Regions from separate parts of the Sus scrofa genome. Here region 2 is linked to region 1. Evidence: chromatin contacts called from public HiChIP or PLAC-seq data. All regions are on one chromosome and are shown on one strand. The core of a region is the stretch at or near the end of the contact, and the rest is flanking DNA. Distances in the headings are between cores, read along the strand shown.

Region 1 (6,135 bases), core at 928-3,427:
GAGTGGGGTGGTGGGAGGACAAAGGGGGCACAAGAGGGAAGAATCCAGCAAACTGCCCCCACTGACACTGGAACAATTAGGCGACCTAAGGAGCCAGGCAGCTCCCAACTGCACTCTCCAGTATTTTCGGGAGGCCTACTGTGTGCCCAGTACTGTACACAGATTACTCATCTTCACAGCAACCCTGCAAATTAAGCAATGTCTCCACTTGATTTTTGTCTTTTTAGGGCTGCACCCACGGCGTATGGAGCTTCCCAGGCTAGGGGTCCAACGAGAGCTACAGCTGCCGGCCTGCACCACGGCCACAGCACACGGGATCCTTAACCCAATGAGCAAGGTCAGGGATTGAACCTGCGTCCTCCCGGATACAGATCAGATTCCTTTCCGCTGAGCCACAACGGGAACTCCCACAATATCCCCACTTTAAAAACAATGCTCACAGAACGATTTTCCTGAAGTCACAGAATCAGTAAGTGGTAAAGTGTAGCTTTGAACTCAGAGTATTTCTGTTCTCCGCTTTGAAGACAGCAGGCCGTTCCAGAGCCCAGTACCTGTACATCTTCCTCAGGGAAAAGCTCACAGCACAAATCCTAACATTTACCTTTGTTCTCACTGGTATATGGAGAGACAGACAACCGCAATGACATATTTAAGATCCGGACATGCCCCGAGAAACGTATTTCAAGGACGTTTTTAACAAATGGAGACAATGAGGGCACAGAGAGGACACGTGCCATGTGTTCTTTCAGTAAAAAATCCATCCAGTGAATGTGCTGCATCCAGCTGCTACAACATTTCCTTCAAACACAAGTTTCTGCTCTGTTATCTACAAAAGCCCCACTGTGACCCCCTTTCCCACCGACTGCCCCAGCAGACTGTCAGCTGTTTTCAGGTGTCTTTGGGAAGCTCGTTCTCCATTTACCTACAAGGAAGCCTTACCTGACAGAGCCACACCCAGACAGAACGTTCAATCCCAGAAGTACAATCAGTAAACAAGTGTCACTGGCTTTGAGAGCTGCCTCCAGTTGTTTTAGCTAAAGCCCTCTCCTCCTCCCTCCTTGCTGAAATACAGCAACAAAAAGTAATGGGCCTTGGCCGTCACCAGAAAGGGCCTGGATTTCTCCAGCTTCCTATTTTGTGATAATGGCTTTCACAGGGAATTCAACGCCACAGACGATACCAAGCTCAGAAAAATCATGCCAGAGGTGCCTGTCTTCTAGAAGCTACAGAACTGGATTTGATACTTTCAATACATTCTGAGTAACGAGAGGCCAAGTACGGTAACAGAAAAGAGACGCTACACTGTTCTCACATTAACCTCGGAAGAGACACCACTGGTACGACTCGGTGTATTTACGCTTGGGCACAAACCCTAGTATCTACCTCACAGTGGTCACGAGGGAGGCAATTAGGGTCTGCAAGCATTTCTCAGGTCACAGGACTAAGGGCCGTCTCCATGGCACTGCATCCATTTCCTGCAGATTGGACTACACCACGCTCAAAACCTACAGAAGAGAGGCTTCCCCGCACACGTCGGTCGTCTTCCGCAGGCAAGCCTTTCCGGAGCAGAACGCAGAAGACGTGCGGACAGGAGCCTCCCACGAGAGAACGCAGCCTCGCTCAGAAAGGCCCCGGCTCCCACCGCGCACCTGCGGGACGCCAGGGACGGCCGTCCGCCCCAACCCTCCGGCTGTCAGGTCGCCGGCGGCCTGGACCTGACCCTTCCCGCTCTTCGGGGAGGAGGAGTCACGGCCCCTCGGGCTGGTGGAGCCGCAGACGGAAAACAGGCCAAGAAGTTAGCCGAACAAGACAGGACGGCTGGACCAGCTGCAGAGGACGCGAGGCCGGGGCCGGGACCCGGGAGCCCCAGACAGGGAAGCGCCGGCGGCCGGTACCCCGCGCCGCCCCCGCGTCGGGAAGCGCCTTTGTCCCGGCGGCCGGCCGCCCGCCGCCTGTCCCCGCACCCCGGCCCTGGGGGCCCGCCCGCCGCCCGGCCTCGGCTGCCCGGCCCCCCGCAGGCTCACCGGCTGGTCGACGCCATCTTCACGGCCCCTCCGGCTCCCGACCGGCGACGACGACGGACGCCCGCAAACAGGAAGCGCTTGCGGCGACGAGACGCGGCGAGCCGAGCTTTTATAGGCGAGCCGTCCACGCAGGCGTCATCGGGCGCGGCTACGGGTCGGGAGAAGGGCCAAGAAAGTGAGCTCCTGGACGCCACGTGCTTTGCGTTTTCTCATTTTCCTTTTCGGTCTCGGTGGTTTCCCGGTCGCCGGCACATCGAGGCAACTACTCAGGAAAACGCTCAAGGGCCCCAGCAAACGGGCTACACCTGACACCCTCAACTTGGCTGGGTCAAAACACCAGGACAACCCGGGCTTTGGAGGGGGCAAAGCCCTCACCCCCCAGGGCTAACCACCCCTCCCCCGCCGGGAGTCGGCGCTCAGCTCTTACTTGCCCAGAGGGCGATTCCACCTAGGTATTTGGAATAAAGAGGAATGCACTTAGGTCAGCCCAGATGTCAGTTCAGGCTCAGTCATCCCCTAGCAAGCTGTGTCTTCCTTCGCCCTTCGCACCTGGGGGCAAGAGGCAATAGCATCTGCCTTGTGTACCCTTTTAGAATTGGCAGGAGATGAAACAAACTGTGGGAGAGCATTGTGCACCCGTGAGGCAGGGAGATGCGGGCCTTACCTTCCTGTTGTTGTCATGGTCTTTGCAACTTGGGCATAGCTGAAATACAGAGAATTTACCAGAACGTTCAGATACCCCAAAAGTCCCTAAATTTATTAAATACCCAAACTAATGGCACAAAATTAATAAAAACAACAGCAACACTATCACTACGTCGTTGAAAACAAACTACCCTTGGCCCAGTGGGAATAGAGGGAAAAGGGTTTCTGTGGGGATGAGCACTTAGAATACTGCGGCTGCTTTGTTCTTTGGGGCATGGAACTGACACCACTGGGCAAACGTTGTTTCCTTGAAAGGTGGGGAAGTCTTGCTTCCTTAGAAAGAAAAAGGTGTGTAAGAGGGAGAAGTTTAGGAACTCATATAGGAGTGGGGATGGGGGAGCTTTTTTTTTGGTCTTCCCAACTAACTCTGCAATTAAAAACCCTGACTATTTTTGTGGGGGCTTTTCTCCCACAATATCTGGTAAAGCTTCAAAACACCAGAGTTCCCGTCATTGCTCAGCTGTTGACGAACCTGACTAGCATCCATGAGGAAGCCGGTTTGATCCCTGGCCCTGTTCAGTGGGTTAAGGAGCTGGCACTGCTGTGGCTGTGATGTAGGTGGGCGGCTACAGCTCCGATCTGACCCCTAGCCTGGGAACCTCCATATGCTGCCGGTGCGGCCCTAAAAAGCGCACACACAAAAAGCCAATTCATCTCAGCTGTGCCAAATGTTACCAGGAGAGGGCTTGCAGGTGCTGCGCCCCAATCTGGCAGAAGTTTCCATAGCAGAGCTTCTTGCCTTGGGAGAAGGGTGAGAGGAGGAGGAAGGGAACCAGGGGGGCACTCTTGAGCGTGAAGATAAGGACCCACCACCCGGTGGTTTAGGGTGGGCATTACATGAAGGAAGAAGCTATCAGAGAAAGTGAAACCCCAGAGGAGGGAAGCTGGGCAACTGGTTAAATTACACCTGCCCCACCTGAAGAATCTCTTATCTGTCATAACCTACTTAGGATGACTTTTATATTAAAATAGAAGCAGCTTAGGTAGGCCATTCCTTCTTCTCTTGTTAGTATAGCGTTGGCAATTTACAAAGCATTTCATCAACATTATCCCACTTAATCTTTGTATCTGATCCTGAGATTGAAACACACAGACTTGGGGTTTTGTCACCTAGGAGTCAATGACCTAGACTAGCATTTACCAAAACTTAGGAGTTGTTCATATAATCATTTTTATTTAACTTAATGATGTGAATTAATTAACCTGATTTATTTCAATCAATTATTTAAACTAACTCACTTTTTAAAAAAATCTTCTTTTTAGGGCCGCACTCAGGGCATATGGAGGTTCCCAGGCGAGGGGTTGAATTGGAGCTACAGCTGTTGGCCTACACCACAGCCACAGCAACGCTGGATCCGAGCTTCGTCTGTGACCTACACCACAGCTCACGGCAATGCTGGATTCTTAACCTGCTGAGCTAGGCCAGGGATCAAACCCGCATCCTCATGGATACTAGTCCGGTTCTTAACCCACTGAGCTATGATGGGAACTCCAATATGTTGTCTTTTGTGTCTGGCTTCTTCTAGACTTGGTGTGGGTTATGGAGGTTCATTAGTTTATCTTTTGGCCTCACTTTTGGAAACGCTGATAAATAAGTGTCTGTTATAAAAGTGTCTACATGGTGATATTGCAGAAAATGACAATTTCCTAACTTAAGGTTTGACAAATATTCGACTAGAAATCATGGAATGTTTGAAATATGTCATATGACATATTCTGCTGGACTAGGAAGAACAGCAGACTCACTGAAATGTAACACCAGCTCTGACTTGGACGCTTTTGGAAATGAGATGAAATGCCTAGAATATGAGGCAAACCTCATGTGCCTGGTGGCTAAGGGGCCATATGTATTCCTTCCAGAAATGCAAGGGGCTTTTAATTTTTCAAGGGTTTTATCATGTATGAAGATTTTCAAGCGCACTAAAAATTAGAGAAAATAGTATAATGACTCCTCATATGCCTGTCATCCTAATTAATTATCATGATTTCGCCACACTTGTTTTGCGTGTCCTTTTCGTCCCTTCTTCTTCTTTTGGCTGAAGTATTTTACAAAGAAATCCTCTAGGTCACTTGACTGATACATACTCTAGTCCACATTTCTAAAAAACATGGACTTAAACTTTTTTTATATAATGCTTCCTGAATTCCAACGGTCTCTTTACACACTGTTTTCAGTTGGTGATTGTCCAGGACCTGCTTCTTGCTGGTTTGGCTTCAATCTGGGCAGATAGGTGAGGCCCTGCTGAAGGTGGCAGGGAGCCCCAGAGGGAGTGGGAGGGCTACACAGAGCTCCGAGAACTAGGTGTGTTCTTGAAAGTAGGCCTGAGGTCCTTTGCAAGAGGACGTGTGTCAGTCACCTCTTATCTAGTGCTTGGTTATCTTGTCAGGCAAAGGTTATTATTCCTCTTTTCAAGTCTTAGAGAAGTTAAATAGGTAAATTGCCCAGGTTTACACAATAAATTGGTGGTGGTGGTAGAATTCAAAGCCAGAAATGACTGACTCTAAAACTGTCCCATGTCTATACCCACCTCCTATGTAACCCTTACTGCAAGACTGTATTCTTAAGCCCAAATTACTGTGCTCTGGGAAATACAGATTATAGTTGTAGAAACATTCACTATTCTTTTGATTCTTGAATAAAAGCATAAAGTTTTATTTAAATTCAGGTGGAGGGAGTAATAAAAATTAATAATCACAATATAATAGTGATAAACATATAGTGCTTACTATGGGCTAGGTACTATTTTAAGACTACATTTATTTGAGTTCCCTGGAGGCTCAGCAGGTTAAGGATCCGGTGTTGTTACTGCTGTAGCTCAGGTGGCTGCTGTGGCATGTGTTTGATCCCTGGCCTAGGAAATTTTGCATGCTGTGGCCGCAGCCAAAAGCAAACAAAAGAAGACTTTGCACCTTAACTCATTTAATCTTCCTAACACCTCCATGAGCTGGATACTATTACTGCCCCCACTTCATAGATGGAGGAATTGAGGCACAGAATGTTTACATAAATAGACTGAAGTCACACAGCTAGTAAGTGGCAGAGCTGGGATTTAAATACTGGCAGTTTGGCTCCAGGGTCCATGCTGTATGCCTCCTATTAGAAAATTAGCATACAGAGATGGAGGTTACAGATTTTAAGATGAAGAAATGGATTCAACAATCTGTGTACTTGTAGCCTTGATGTGGGCTAGATTTTATAAAGCAACTGTACTCTAAGATATTCTAGCCAGCTGACAGCGTAGGACATGTGTGTTTGTCAGTTCACTTGCTACCTAAGCTGAAATGTGCCTGTCTCGTGCCTTATTGCTACATGTACTTGCATATGTGATCCTGAAATTAACTTTTCCATTTGTTTGTTTGTTGATTTATTTAAAATCTTTGATTGTCTAAGTAATAGTGGCTTGTC
Region 2 (6,436 bases), core at 3,315-5,814, 190 kb before region 1:
CTACAACGGGAACTCCTACAGAGACTTCTTTAATGGCAACAGTAGTCATTATCCGAGAAGGGAATGCAGGCTGAGTAGACACACCCAAAAGTATCTGCTATATTCACTATCGCTTACTCAGCTGTGTTCTTGACTTTACCATCCTTGTTGTCAAAATTATCTTCCCAGAGCATGCCAGGCAACAACCCCTCCAAGGGTGTTCTAAGGAAGAAAAGGGTGGTGACCTAGTCGTTCTGACTCCGAGTTTGCCTCTGCTTCGGGAGCCTGTCCCTTTGTTATCATTGCTACTTCACTTCATCCCTCGGCAGGAGGAGGTTACTCCTTTTTCCTTTTTTTTAAAACATAATATTGGAAAAATAGCAATAACAAAGCAAAACCAAGAAACCCATTCCTGGATGCTCCATAATGAGGTTGGGATAAGCTAGAATTTCAAAAGATGCTTTACTAAATATTAAGAACAAAAGAGAACTGTAAAATGCAAGGCGATGAAAACAGTGTGGCTCACAAAATACAAGTTTCTGACCCTTTCCCTGGATGTACAGTTCTCATTTCACTTGGGATCTAAGGGAAAAGAGAAGCCTTATCATCTGAACGTCTGAATGTTTCTTTCTCACCAACAGCACAGAAAACAACAAAAGATAATTGAGGTCTCCTAGGTTTTTTTTTCCTGGAACATTTCTTCCTTCTTAAAAGAGAAAATAGAAGACATTTCCTAGTTACTGTTAATTAAAACTATTACTATATGTTTGATCATTTCTATTCCTTAAAGACTTTAAAATATCTACGGAAAATTTAAAAGAACCTCCTGTAAAACTAGGGGTACAAGTCAGGTTTTTTAAGGTCTTTAATTTCTTATGTGGAAATTATTCTTTTAAAATATAAATTAGAACATAACTGGAAGTGAACTAAGGATTCCCTAAAAACTTCTGCGGATAGGGACTGAACACAGCTCATCTAAATCAACCTGACGCATTTCCACTAAAACTCCAGGTGTGCTCCATTTGGACAAATGTGTTCCATATCCAATTACTTGTTCTTTTTTCCCCCTGAACACGAACTGTGATCTGGGTAGTGGTTTTCAGCTTGAGCTAATTTACTGTTCAAATCATCACATCGCCCAGATTCTCAAGCAGTTTTTATGTCTTGGTCCCCCTTTGTATTGTACTACTTTCTCCAACATAACTAATCTCAGAAATAATTCCTGTGACTTTAAACCATTTTTATGTTTTAATGGAAGCTGATTGCTTACATTTACTTGTGATATATAAAATTAAAATGACCATCAATACTTGTTTTGGCACTAGCAATATGTAAAGTTTGAAGTCTCTTTCTTTTTTTTCTTTTAGGATCTGAGCTGCGTCTGCAACCTACACCACAGCTCACGGCAACGCCGGATCCTTAACCCACTGAGCAAGGGCAGGGATCGAACCCGCAACCTCATGGTTCCCAGTCGGATTCGTTAACCACTGCGCCACAACGGGAACTCCCATCTTTCTTTTTTCTTTTTTTTGTCTTTTTAGGGCCGCAGCCTGGCATATGGAAGTTCCCAGGCTAGGGGTCAAATCATAGCTGCAGCTGCCGGCCTACACCACAGCCACAGCCATAGCCACACGGGATCCGAGCCATATCTGTGACACATCACAGCTCAGGGCGATGCCTGATCCTTAACCCACTCAGCAAGGCTAGGGATTGAACCCTCATCCTCATGGATACTAGTCGCCCCTTACGGCTGAGCCACAACAAGAACTACCTAAGTCTTCTTCTATAGTAAAAAATTCAAAAGACTATAATGCCTTGAGTTCAGTTTAAATGAGTCAATTTAACGTACTTAGAGCAGCATATGGTATAGGTTTGAACAAGCACAGCATTGGCAGCTGGGAGATTTAAATTCCAGTTTCCATCTCTGCAACTGGGTAATAATGTTGCCATGCTCCTCATTAGTTAAGGAAGTTACGGCTTATTTTCTTTTACCTAGAAAAAGAGTTGGACTAGACATTTTTTTTTCTTTTTGTATTTCTAGGGCCACACCCGCGGCATGTGGAGGTTCCCAGGCTAGGGGTCCAATTGGAGCTGTAGCTGCCGGCCTACACCACAGCCACAGCAACGTGGGATCTGAACCACGTCTGTGACCTACACCACAGCTCACGGCAACACCGGATCTTTTACCCACCGAGCAAGGCCAGGGATCAAACCTGCAACCTCATGGTTCCTGGTCAGATTCATTTCTGCTGCGCCACGACGGGAAATCCCGGACTAGACATTTTAAGTCTTCTCTCATTTTAAAGTTCCATGGTACTAAAATGTGAACATTTTTCTCATATCTAAATTTATTTTTAAAACAATGCTTATCGACTAAATTTATTTTCTTTCTTTCTTTTCTTTTTTTTTTTTTTAACCTTTTAGGGCTGCACCTGCGGCATATGGAGGTTCCCAGGCCAGGGGTCCAATTGGAGCTACAGCTGTCTGCCTACATCACAGCCACTCAGGATCCCAGCGTGTCTGCAACTTATACCAGAGCTCACAGCAACGCTGGATCCTTAACCCCGCTGAGTTAGGCCAGGGATCAAACCTGTGTCCTCATGGATGCTAGTCGTGTTTGCTAACCGCTGAGCCATGACAGGAACTCCCTTACTGACTAAATTTCTAACTACTTACATGGGATGCTTTTTAATTACATCATTAAATTAAGCACCTACTATGTGTGTCAGCCATCTCAAATATATTCTGGGGTAAAGCAAAGGAAAAAGAAGCAAAATACCTCTGCATGCATTTAATGCCACTGCACGGTATACCTAAAATTGTTAAAATGGCAAATTTTATGTGTATTTTTTACACACACTGTGTGTGTGTGTGTGTGTGTGTGTGTGTGTGTATTCGAATGCAGTGGTGCCCTAGTATTTTGTGACTACTTTTTAAAATTGAATTATAGCTGTTTGGACAGAGTCTGTTTCTCCAAAGGACTCAATCACTCCAGGGACAAGGACTCTTTTTTTTTTTTTTTTTTTTTTTTAATTCTAGCTATAGCTCCAGGGCCTAGAACACTAGGAGGGCATTTATATCCTGGCTCTCCCAAGTGTTGTTATATATTTTAATTATCCTATTCAACCACGCTAATGTATGAAACATACAAACAGTTTTAAAACTTTTAAGATACTCACCAGAAAAATTTTACCACATGAGTGGGAGTTACAGAACTCTCAGATCTTCAAGAAATGTTTCTCAAACAAATGCATTAGACTTTAGAAGACAAAAAGATAAACATAAGTCCTAGCATTAGCCCAACAGATCTTACACGGAGTGTAAGAGAAGTTTATGATTGTACACTTCTTCAGAAGTGCACCGACGCCAGCCATTCTTCAGGTGGCTATCTAAACAATCCCTATCACTTTCTCTAAGTAGCTTTTAACAAAGCCATTGTATCTCAGGCTCAAATAATCAAAAGTTAAACAGTTGCCTAGAATATCCATTCAGGGCTCAGTCAAAACAAAAGCTATGGGTTGGAGACTTTATCGACATTCCTGAATATGATAGTGTCATTTCCGAAATCCAAACTTAGACTACTTAGCTATATGTTATTAACACACAGGCTAGTTTGCATGTTTACTAGACCAGGGAAAACTGGCTCTTTCTCAATCGTGGGGCTAATGCCGCCCGATCTCCTTCGCTTTAAATTCAGTAAAACAATTCAAGAAGCCAGCTAATTAAATTCTAAACTCAGGGGATTACCATAGTCTAAACAATGTGGTGCAGCGCTTGGGAAGAGGCATCTTTAAAACCTGCGCATGAAAGTGGCCAAAGATCGCGAGCCGCTAACCTTTCTTGAAGGGTTCAGACCGCACCCCAGCTGAGCCAGCACTGTACCTTACTGGTCGCAAAGGCGCGCTGGGGGTGGGAGCGAGCGGAAGACAAGATTAACAGTTTGGGTTGCTGCGGGAGGGGAGTAATCCGTGAGGTGTGCGTGGATTGCGGAGTTAGAGAGGGGTCCGCTTACGTTGGGCCTAAATTTCGGCAAGAAAAGAGAAAGAGGCCCTGGGAGATGAGAGCAGCAGTAGGCTCCCGCTTTCCAGCGTTCACGGGGAGGCCGCTAAACGCAGCAGGAAAGCGGGCGTGTGTTTTCTTCTTCCACTTCCCGCCCCCCGGGAGTCCCGAGCCCAGTCCTTTCCCCTCATTTTCACCCCAGCGGGGACCAATGGCAGCCCCGCCGAGGAGCCGACAGCGGCCGCCCCGCCCCGCGCCGCTCCCGTCCCCGGGGTCCCCGTCGCCCCGCCACCGGTCCCCGAGCCGCTCCCGCCCCGGGGTCCCCCTCCGCGCCGCCCCGCCCCCCGCGCCGCTCCCGCCCCCCGCGCCGCTCCCGCCCCCCGCGCCGCTCCCGCCCCGCCCCGGGGTCCCCCTCCGCGCCGCCCCGCCCCCGCCCCAGGGTCCCCCTCCGCCCCGCCCCCGCCCCCGGGGTCCCCTCCGCCCCGCCCCGCCCCCCGCGCCGCACCGCCCCCGGGTCCCAGCAGCCCCGCCTCTCGCGCCCATCACGTGCCCGGGCAGCCGCCAAGTGAGGCCGCTTTTGCGACGCGGTGACAGCCAAATGGTGCGACAGGAGGAGCTGCCGCCGCGGCCGCACCGCCCCGGACCCAGAGGCTTGAGGCGGCTCCTGGCGTCGCCCGGAGGGAGCGACTGAGCCAGACTGTCCGGCGCGGGCGGCGGCGGGCGGCGAGGGGAGCCCGCTCCGAGTGCCCCGCTCCCCGCCGCTCTCCATGACCGCGGCGGAGTGAGCCGCGCCTCCAGCCGGGGCTGCGCCTCCATGAAGCCCTAGGGCTCTCCTCGCCCTCCGGTCCCGTCCCGCCTTCTCCCTTCGCCAGCGGCGGCCGCGGCCAGGTGCGGAGTCCGGAGCGGAGCAATGGCGTCCCACCCCGAGCGGGGGGAGATCCTGCTCACCGAGCTGCAGGTAAGGGCCGCGGCCCGGGCGCCGGCAGGAGGGGCAGAGCCCGGCGCGGGGTCGGGCCGAGGGGAGCCGTGCGGCCGCCGCGCCCCCAGCCCGCCCGGTGCGGGCGCCCCCGGACGGCCCCGGAGCCGCTTCCCGCGGGAGCCGGAGCCCGGCGCGCCGCCCCTCCCGTGCCCGCCCCCGGGGTCCCGTGGCGCGGCCGGTGCGCTCCGCGGGGTCAGGGCCGCCCGCCCGCGGACACCCCGGCGCCCCCCACCCCGGCCCCGCCCCGCCCGTCCCTGGAACTCCGCTCCTTAAACGCCTTTGAATGACTGGAGCTGTGGGCTCGTCCCTCCCCTTCCCCTCCGACTCCGCACAAAGAGCGCCCCCACAACTGCCAGCCCCCGGACAAGTTTCTTAAGAAGAGAAAAAAAGTAGAAACGTGTCTCTCCAAACGCTTGCTTCGCTTCCCCAGCCCTCTTCGCGGACTCGATTTCTTCGCTTTTGAGGGCTACCCTTGTTTCCTTTCCTTTCGTTTTTTATTTGCTTTTTTAAACCAAGGGGTAGGTACTCTCGGTCCACTCCTCGGCTACTCCCGGCTCAGATCCGGAAGCTCGGATGCTGATGCTTTTCAGGCTTTCATTTTCCCTCCTGTTTGAAGAGCAGAGAAAGAGCTACAGAAGTTGTTTACAAAGTACAGAGCAGTCGACGGAGGGAGAATGTTGGGCACCACATGCTTGCAGAAGATGAGGACAGAATAGATCCCTTAATGAGTTAAGTCCACGTCGAGTAGCAATGTTATTCCTAACATTTTGCAGCCAAATATTTCATGATGTAGGCATGATTTTTTGTTTTTAGGTCTCTCTGATGTATAGAGTACATGCGCTACCTTGTTGGGTTTGTTTTTCATTAGTTGGGAGTGTACAAGAGATGTTTGCATCTGGATTAAAGTTTCATGCTGGTTCTTTGACTTAAACTTATTTTTGGTTTGTTTAAATATAGTCGTCTTCTAGCTGCTAGAAGGCTGAGATGGGAATTAAGAGAAGGGAAAAAATAGCTTCCTTACATTTCTTCTTGTGCGTTGGGCAGTTAATTTTTTAAAGAAGCCTGAATCTGGACACTCCGAAGAGTTGATTCTTGATGATGTCACAATTCAGTTGCTTCTTAATTTTTTGCTGTTTAAATGTATTTTTCGATAAATCCCCATATTAGCTTGGTTTATTGTGAGCTTGCAAGCATTGTTATAATAGTTGATATTTCCTCCATAAAAATAGATTTCAACAAGGTATGTCAATGCATTGTTGCAAATTTGGAATCCTTTGGAGATGCAAAGCTGAATTTCGTATCGTTGAACATGTTGCTATATACTGTTGTAATTACACTTGGCCTTTTGTAAGGAGGTCTTACAGCATACCAGTTTGCTAAATGAATGGAATTTATTGTATTATTACTTTACAAGAGCTTTTAAACTGACGTTTGAGGCACATCCAAAGTGCTTTCCATTGCAGTCTTGAAATATGAAAA

What was found. HiChIP or PLAC-seq counts read pairs in DNA pulled down with a chosen protein or histone mark.
Region 2: an H3K27ac HiChIP or PLAC-seq map of alveolar macrophages shows a contact between it and region 1. The contact joins the promoter of PKN2 here to the promoter of GTF2B in region 1. A contact is called at or near these places in 2 of 5 promoter capture datasets (fetal liver and liver) and 2 of 2 datasets of contacts at active chromatin or transcription factors (alveolar macrophages and skeletal muscle).

The regions. Positions count from the first base shown.
Region 1 is chr4:127,518,844-127,524,978 of Sscrofa11.1, reverse strand. It overlaps GTF2B (transcription initiation factor IIB), which reads right to left and starts at 2,177. Exons shown (of 7, transcript XM_001929406.6): 1 at 2,025-2,177. The coding sequence starts at 2,041.
Region 2 is chr4:127,708,110-127,714,545 of Sscrofa11.1, reverse strand. It overlaps PKN2 (serine/threonine-protein kinase N2), which reads left to right and starts at 4,564. Exons shown (of 22, transcript XM_021090332.1): 1 at 4,564-4,936. The coding sequence starts at 4,889.